Regions from separate parts of the Zea mays genome. Here region 2 is linked to region 1. The links are chromatin contacts, called in public Hi-C maps. All regions are on one chromosome and are shown on one strand. The core of a region is the stretch at or near the end of the contact, and the rest is flanking DNA. Distances in the headings are between cores, read along the strand shown. Region 1 holds the start of LOC100501788. Region 2 holds the start of LOC103641254 (dnaJ homolog subfamily B member 4).

Region 1 (3,588 bases), core at 429-2,928:
AATCTTCTACCATTCAAAGGAATCTCCTTCAGATCCAAGGAGCCAATAAGACCTCTGAAATTGCCCAATAAAGACCTGATTTGGTGTAGGTTCTTCAGTTAACCTTGCGTTCAGGAAAAATACTAGATAACCTCTGTCCTTTGCAAAAGAGAATAGTTACAAAAAGATAGGGTTTGACATGTGGGGGTTAAGTTAAACACATGCCGATTAATCTAGTAATGGGAATAGAATAACCCCCTTCAATCAATATATATTGGGAGGGATTAAGGGGGGAAAATTAGTTTATTTTCCACTCCAATCCAGATTTATTGGTATGGAGGGATTGGTTTTATCCAAATGAGCCCTTGGTTTATTATCAGAGTTCACCATTGATGAGAAAGATCACTTAACGGCTGATTGGTTACCTTGTCAGGCGCGCTCAGGTTCAGTTTGTGCGTTGACCGTATTTAGGTATGAATGGTTACCTGTATGGCATGAGTCCAACCTGTATACATGCATGCAGCCTAGGTGTTTTTTCATCCATTTACTTGCATGCGTGGAGACGTGAGACGGGCGCGTATCTACTGGCCCAGGCTGGCGTAATCCGGGCGGGAGCGAAGCCGGCAACCAATCAGCCCGTTAGTGGATACGGCGAGGTGTTCATTTTTAACACATGAACATAGGATGAATTTTAAGCCATCACACACTTGAGTTGCAAGCATATTGATTAGTATCACCTTGAGGTTTGGGCCTTTATGGCAATTTGTTGAAGCTAGGAGATATTTTTCCTTATGCAGATATGCATATCGGCATGGTTCTGTAACTTTGTATTTTTAAAAGAAATTAAAAAAAAAACCTATTTGGTTCATTCGCTACGAGTCAAATGGCAAGATGACTGCCGTTAGACTTAAATTATTTGCATAGGGAAGCTAACCCTGCATATCAATTTTCATTGATAAAAACCAGTATATTTATGCTAAATAAATCCGTCTGGGTAAAGATATTAGATACTGTTAGTAAGCTGTTACCTGTTCACGACAACGTAGGTTGAAGAAAGTAACAATGCCAAGAAAGCTCGAATTGAACTCCTGAAGAAAGAGGAGGATTTAACTGCTGCAAGAGATGTCCTCAATAAGGTTTGACCCCTCGAAATTGTACCATCTGTTTTTTTTTTCTGTTACTCGTCTCAGTTTGAATGGATCTCTTGGATGTTTTCTTACAGATGACGCAGTGGAACTCTGCACTCGTGGAGAACATTAACCCTTGAATCTGTGTGATGACGATTCATTGGCGTCAAAGGACATCTTTGTATAGGGGTGTGTTAGATTGGATGACATGTGAATGTGATTCATGGATCAGCCTGGATGTTCTGTTATGATTAAGAACTGCTATGTATCGTGCAATAGACACATCGTCTGTACTTTGGATGTTATTATCAGGTCCCAAACTTCATTATATCCAATATGTTACAATATCATTTTGGTGACTTAACTACAATGTCAGCTCGTGCCAACAGAAAAAGAAGAAAAGAAATGGGCGGTGGTTGCCCGACAAGTCCTTGTCAGCCGCACAGTCTTCACACGACCAGGGGCCATGAGCACCACTCTTGCCTTAGCCACGGCCCACGGGCAGCACAGCATCTCCATCTATCCAAATGGCAGCCAGCAGCCGTCCCCTTCCTCCACCCTCTGCCATCCTCGCAGTCACAGCCCCTCACCATGGCTGCCACACTCTCCTCCGTGGCTGCCCCTTCCCTCCCCAAGCACATCCCCGTTACCAGAGCTCAGCAGCAGGCGCCTCCTTCCATCATCTCGGCATCAACTGTGAGTAGGGATGCTGCTTTTATTTCTGTGGTTTGTTTCCTGTGATCGCTGATGTTCGTATGGACGTATGGTGCAGCAGAAGACTGCCTTCCATGGGGTGTCGCTGGTGGTGGACAGGAGGTGGGCGGCCGGCCACCGGAGAGGCGGCGGCCGGCGGAGGCTGCTGCAGGTGAACGCGAGGACCGCCGCCAAGAACATCGAGGTGGAGGTCGAGAAGCCGCTTGGCTTAGCCTTGGGCCAGAAGCCCGGTGGTGGCGTCGTCATCACTGTAAGCCCTCTCTCCACTTCCGTTTCCATTGCTTCCTGTGCTTGTTTTTTCTCTTCTTTTTTCTTTTGTTTCACAGGAAAGGTTTCCATCGCTTTATTTTATTGATCATAAAGAGTTCATGACAGTTAAGTTCCAGCGAATCAAACAGAAAAAGGCCTTAAAAGCCAACAGCACCACTACCCGAACACATTTTGATTACTTTGGGTCACCATCGAGTCTTCATTCGTGTGACGAGGAGCATCTAAACATTGGCCACACAAGGATCAGAAAACAGATGGCAAATAGACTCCCTCTCACTACAGAAAAGACAGGACTGGTCCAAGGCTTCTCTTCTCTTAGCCAAATTATACCTAGTATAAGTAACTTGTTCTTAGTTAACAACAATCTGAATCCCAGTAATTTTCCAAACTGCATGGACACACACCGCTATAACTCCTCTATTGCTGATCACCGCATGCAAAGATCGCACTGAGTATCTACCATTAGAGCTAAAGCTCCAAATCATTTGACCTTCCTCCTCAGATTTACTTCACCCCTTTCATTATCTCCAGCAATTCACACCAGAGCTGCATGACTCTTTCAGACACATTCCTCCTCAAGGAGAGTTTCAGAACCTCCCCATCCCAAACCTCGTCAATGGACTTACCATGCTGTTCATTTATAATATATATAATGGCCAAAACTGAATGGCCAAACTGGAGTTACCAAACCACAACAACAAAGCCTTTGATCCTCCCCCAAAACGAATTTTCCCCATTTCCAACCTTCCACATAATCCCCATTTCAGCAGCCTGTATAGCCCACAACACCCCTTTCCGGAAGAGGAAAAACATTTAGTCTGTTAGGCCCTGTTTGGTTCTTCTGACTCAATTTTAGTCCCTATCACATCTGATGTTTGAATGCTAGTTAGAAATGTTAAATATAGTCTAATTATACAGGAGATGACTAAACGGTAAGACGAACCTATTACACCTAATTAGTCCATGATTCGCTCGTGTGATGCTACAGTAAACATTTGTTAATTATAGATTAATTAGGCTTAATAAATTTATCTTATCGTTTAGTCTTCAATTGTTTAATTAATTTTATAATTAGATTATATTTAATATATTTAATGGACATTCAAACATTTAGTGTGACAAACTTTAGTCTCTGGAACCAAACACTCCCAGTCATAACCTATGGTCTACAATCTTAGTCCAAACAGTGTGATTCTCTGAATCTGGAGGCAAGTATTGCGAACGGTAATTATTTTATGATTGACTTGTTCCTTTGGCATGGGATTATTAGTCTGTGGAGTCTGGAGGGAATGCAGCCAGAGCCGGTCTGAAAACCGGGGACCAGGTCCTGTACACAAGCAGCTTCTTCGGAGACGAGCTGTGGCCTGCGGATAAGCTTGGGTTCACCAAGACAGCCATCCAAGCGAAGTCAGACTCCGTCTACTTCGTCGTGAGCAGGTACGTGCGCACTTGTTCATCCTGGCTACATGGTCAGAGCTTATGATCTGATGTTGCTAAA
Region 2 (3,588 bases), core at 456-2,955, 690 kb before region 1:
CGAGCGTGCAGGGCAGTTTGGTCTCCACGGGCGGCGGCTTCCGAGCCTGACTGGAGCCGGTGCCGGCCGAATCGTTGTTGTATGGTCTGAACTTGCTCTCGTTCCCACCGAACCCACCGAAGGTGCCAGCGCCTTCTGTCTGGAACCTCATTGACTTGGCTCGCCCCATGTTCTCGAACGGCTTGTTGCTGCCAAAGAACTCGGCGAACACGTCTTCGGCGTTGCGAGGGTTGAAGCGTTGGTTGGCGGCCCCGTTCGTGGACGTGGAACCACCACCACCACCACCGCCGTCTGCGGAGGCCTTCAGGCCTTCCTCGCCGTACTGATCGTACGCCGCCCTCTTCTGCGGATCACTCAGAACCTGAAAGGAGCCAGCGAGCATTTTGTCGTAATCTGAAGGAGCAGAAAATGCAGAAATGAGCAGCCATAGAAATGACGCACATTATGATTTTACAGGCAGGATCGACCACTCGATCAGGATGACAGAATACAAGAGCTACATATTGAAAACCGACATAACGCATAGTCGACACGAATCTCCATGATATTTGCAGAATTCCAGCTCGCAAATCGCTAACGAAACAACTAGTGCTAATATCTACTGGTGAAAATGGATTTTCTCTGGTAACAAGTACATGGAAATTTATCCAAACTGTGCTTGCGATTCAGAGGAAAGACAGTAGTAACTTTTACCAGATATTCCAAAGCGTAATCACTAATCAGGCCTGCGCCGCGAAAGCAAAGCTAAGCAAGAAGGTGCTGCAGCTGCAACCAATGTAACTGCAATTTTTTCCCTGCAATTTCCATACCTCGTAGGCCTCGGAGATCTTCTTGAATTTGGCCTCGGCTTCCTTCTTGACGTCGCCAGGGTTCTTGTCGGGGTGCCACCTCATGGCCAGCCGGCGGTACGACTTCTTGAGGTCCTCCTCCGTGGCGTTCCGGTTCACCTTGAGCACATTGTAGTAGTCCGTCCCCATCTCCAACGCTCATGCCAAGAACGGCAAGAGCAGCGCCACCACCTACCAAATCCCAACGCAATAAAATCCCTTCCTCGATCCACGCGAACCGCTGCTGCCTCCTTCACGACGACCCCACTCCCCCCGCCTATCCCTAACCTGAATTTCCCAAGAAACCGTGTCAGATCAACAATGCGATCGGGACAAGAGGAAAGACCGCCTCCTTTGACCCTGCCTGTCGACCGCTCCCCACAAGGCAGAGCCTTCGGCGCGCTCTCAAACACGCCCAACGATCAGCACCACCGGCGGCAACCAATCCAGCGCGGCCGCTTCACACCAAGACGCCGCCTTTCGCCGTGCTCCTGGGCCAGGGCCAATCAAGCCTAGACACCGACCGCGGTGCGCGCGAATCCGCGGGGGCGGCAAGTTGGCATAAAGGGTGTGTGGGAATGGGTCTTCGCGGAAGGGGCCAGGACAAGGCGGCGACGAAAAATCCGGTGCCGGAGATGGCCGGGGGAAGGAGACAAGCGCGCGGGGGGGTTGATCTTGGGAGGGGAAGGACGCGGCCGGAAGGGACGTAGACGACGGGGAGAAAGGGACAGCGGAGACGCGCTATCAATTCGCCCAAATCCGGCTTCGGTTTGCAAAAATAGCTACGCGCCATCGGGGAAACGTATCGCGGGGCATCCCCACTGGGACCGACATGTGGGCCTCGTGACCCACCTGGCTCCTGGGTTTGTTTTGTGTGCGTATTTGATTTGAGCTTTCGTGGAGTACATGCGAGAGGCGTGTTTGAAGGGATTCTCTCGGTATCGGTATTGGCTAGAAAAGATTTCCCCGTGTGTTTTTTTAATTTGTTGATAAGATTTTTTTGGTATTTAATATCCATATAGTATCTCTAATAGTACATCTTATTTTATATTTTTTATCAAAAATATACGGCACACCACAAAATGACCCAAATATACTACACTTAGAGCATCTCCAAAAGAATACTAAAACCAATCCATAAATGCGTTTAGGGGTGGAATAACGAAATTTCTCAGTCCAACAGACCTCCCTTCCTTCCCCTAAATTACCTGCGTCCCGCATCCGTGGTCCGCCCTCCCACAAATATCAGTGAGCAAGGTCTTTCCCCAATCCATCCTTGCGCGCGCTTCACTAGTCCTTTCCCGCGGTATTTTTCATTCAGGTGCCGAGGAAGGAATGGAGAGTGGCGGCGCGAGAGGCATCACAAGTGTAGGAGGCGGCGGCAGAGTCGATGGCTAGAGCTTTGAAACCCAGTCGAGACAGACGGCTGCTTTGAATCTACAGCCTCAACCACACCGCAATGATCAGCCTCAACCTAGACCTGGAGGATGGAATGCAAATGCGAGGTGAAGGAGAACTCCGTTCTGAAATGGGAGGATGTGTCCTGTGTCGACGTTGAATCAGATCCAATTGCAGCTCCCTTGTTTTCCCGCATTGACGACTTGTCTACATCCATGGAGCACGCGATGAACGGTAGTGGTTGTTTATCTCAACCTTCAATTATTTTGTATTGATAATCAAATTTGTGCTCTGAGAATCGATTAGTTCAATTGTTTGCTTTCATCTTTACTTAATAAATCATGACGTGTAGTCTCAGTTCCTAACTTCTGCTTACTGGATGACGTCGCATAATCTGTTTTATTCACAAAATTCCGATTAACGGTCAAGCAAAGATGCAATTAATAACAATTATCAAGACGTAGGAACAGTTTCATACCTTGATGCAGTCGATTCCTAGCGGCGTGCGGCGACAGCAAGAGTGATACAACGAGTAGCACAAATAAATATGTCTATCAGCAAGCATGCACGGGCCAACGGTAGAGATCAGCTGGGCCAGCAACAGCACCTGCAAGTGGCCCAGTTTTGTTTGAGCATTCGTTTTGCGTGAATTGATGGAGGTACACTTTGTTTACACCATAAAAAAGATTTAATATACCCTCATAATCAGTTTTTGGCGAATACTTTTGCATTTCCTTTTGGAGATGCTCTGACACTCGTGTCATATCCTTATTTTCTACATCGCTCTCACCATTTTCTTTTCTAATAATATAATTTACTTTCTAAAATACATGATTTAGAACTTAATTATTGGAGCATAATTTATTTTTAGTGTCTAAACGTTTTAAACAATATAGTATTTTAATTTTTAGGCACTATTTAAGTCACTTGTTGGAGATGCCGCATCTAGTGTGGCTTGTAGGTAAACATTGTTGTTCGATCAAATGCCAATTTTTTTATTAATTACTCTCCCAAACTAAGAACATCTTCAATAGTCCTAAAAACCAATGCTAGTGTCGGAAAGGAAATCTTCGGCCGGGTGGTGGAATGCACCGTCCTAAATCCTAAGATGAGGAGGGGGCCTAAGCGTTTTGCCTGTTGCTAGATGGACGATGAACACAAGAACACGCAAGGGTTTAGAGTGGTTCAGGCCACCGGAGCGTAATACCGTACTCCACTATCTGTTGTATTGAGCTTGAGAGCTTGTATGAACTTGTGAGTCTGAGAGTCTAAGTGATCGTGTGAGCTTGTGAGCTTTTCTTGTAACGTAGTGTGCCCTCCCTTTTATAGTTCAAGGAGGGGCACATACAAGGATACTGAGCCC

The links. Hi-C and Micro-C count contacts between places; a contact is called where the count stands out from the background.
Region 2: a contact with region 1 is called in a Hi-C map of endosperm, with 2.4 times the contacts expected there. The contact joins the promoter of LOC103641254 here to the promoter of LOC100501788 in region 1. A contact is called at or near these places in 3 of 25 Hi-C or Micro-C datasets (ear, endosperm and tassel).

Annotation. Positions count from the first base shown.
Region 1 is chr10:77,643,845-77,647,432 of Zm-B73-REFERENCE-NAM-5.0, reverse strand. It overlaps LOC100501788, which reads left to right and starts at 1,678. Exons shown (of 6, transcript NM_001196446.1): 1 at 1,678-1,802; 2 at 1,879-2,070; 3 at 3,361-3,527. The coding sequence starts at 1,698. LOC100276012 reads left to right here. Exons shown (of 8, transcript NM_001149906.2): 7 at 1,026-1,115; 8 at 1,202-1,452. The coding sequence ends at 1,246.
Region 2 is chr10:78,338,640-78,342,227 of Zm-B73-REFERENCE-NAM-5.0, reverse strand. It overlaps LOC103641254 (dnaJ homolog subfamily B member 4), which reads right to left and starts at 1,705. Exons shown (of 3, transcript XM_008664618.4): 1 at 810-1,705; 2 at 1-361. The coding sequence starts at 977.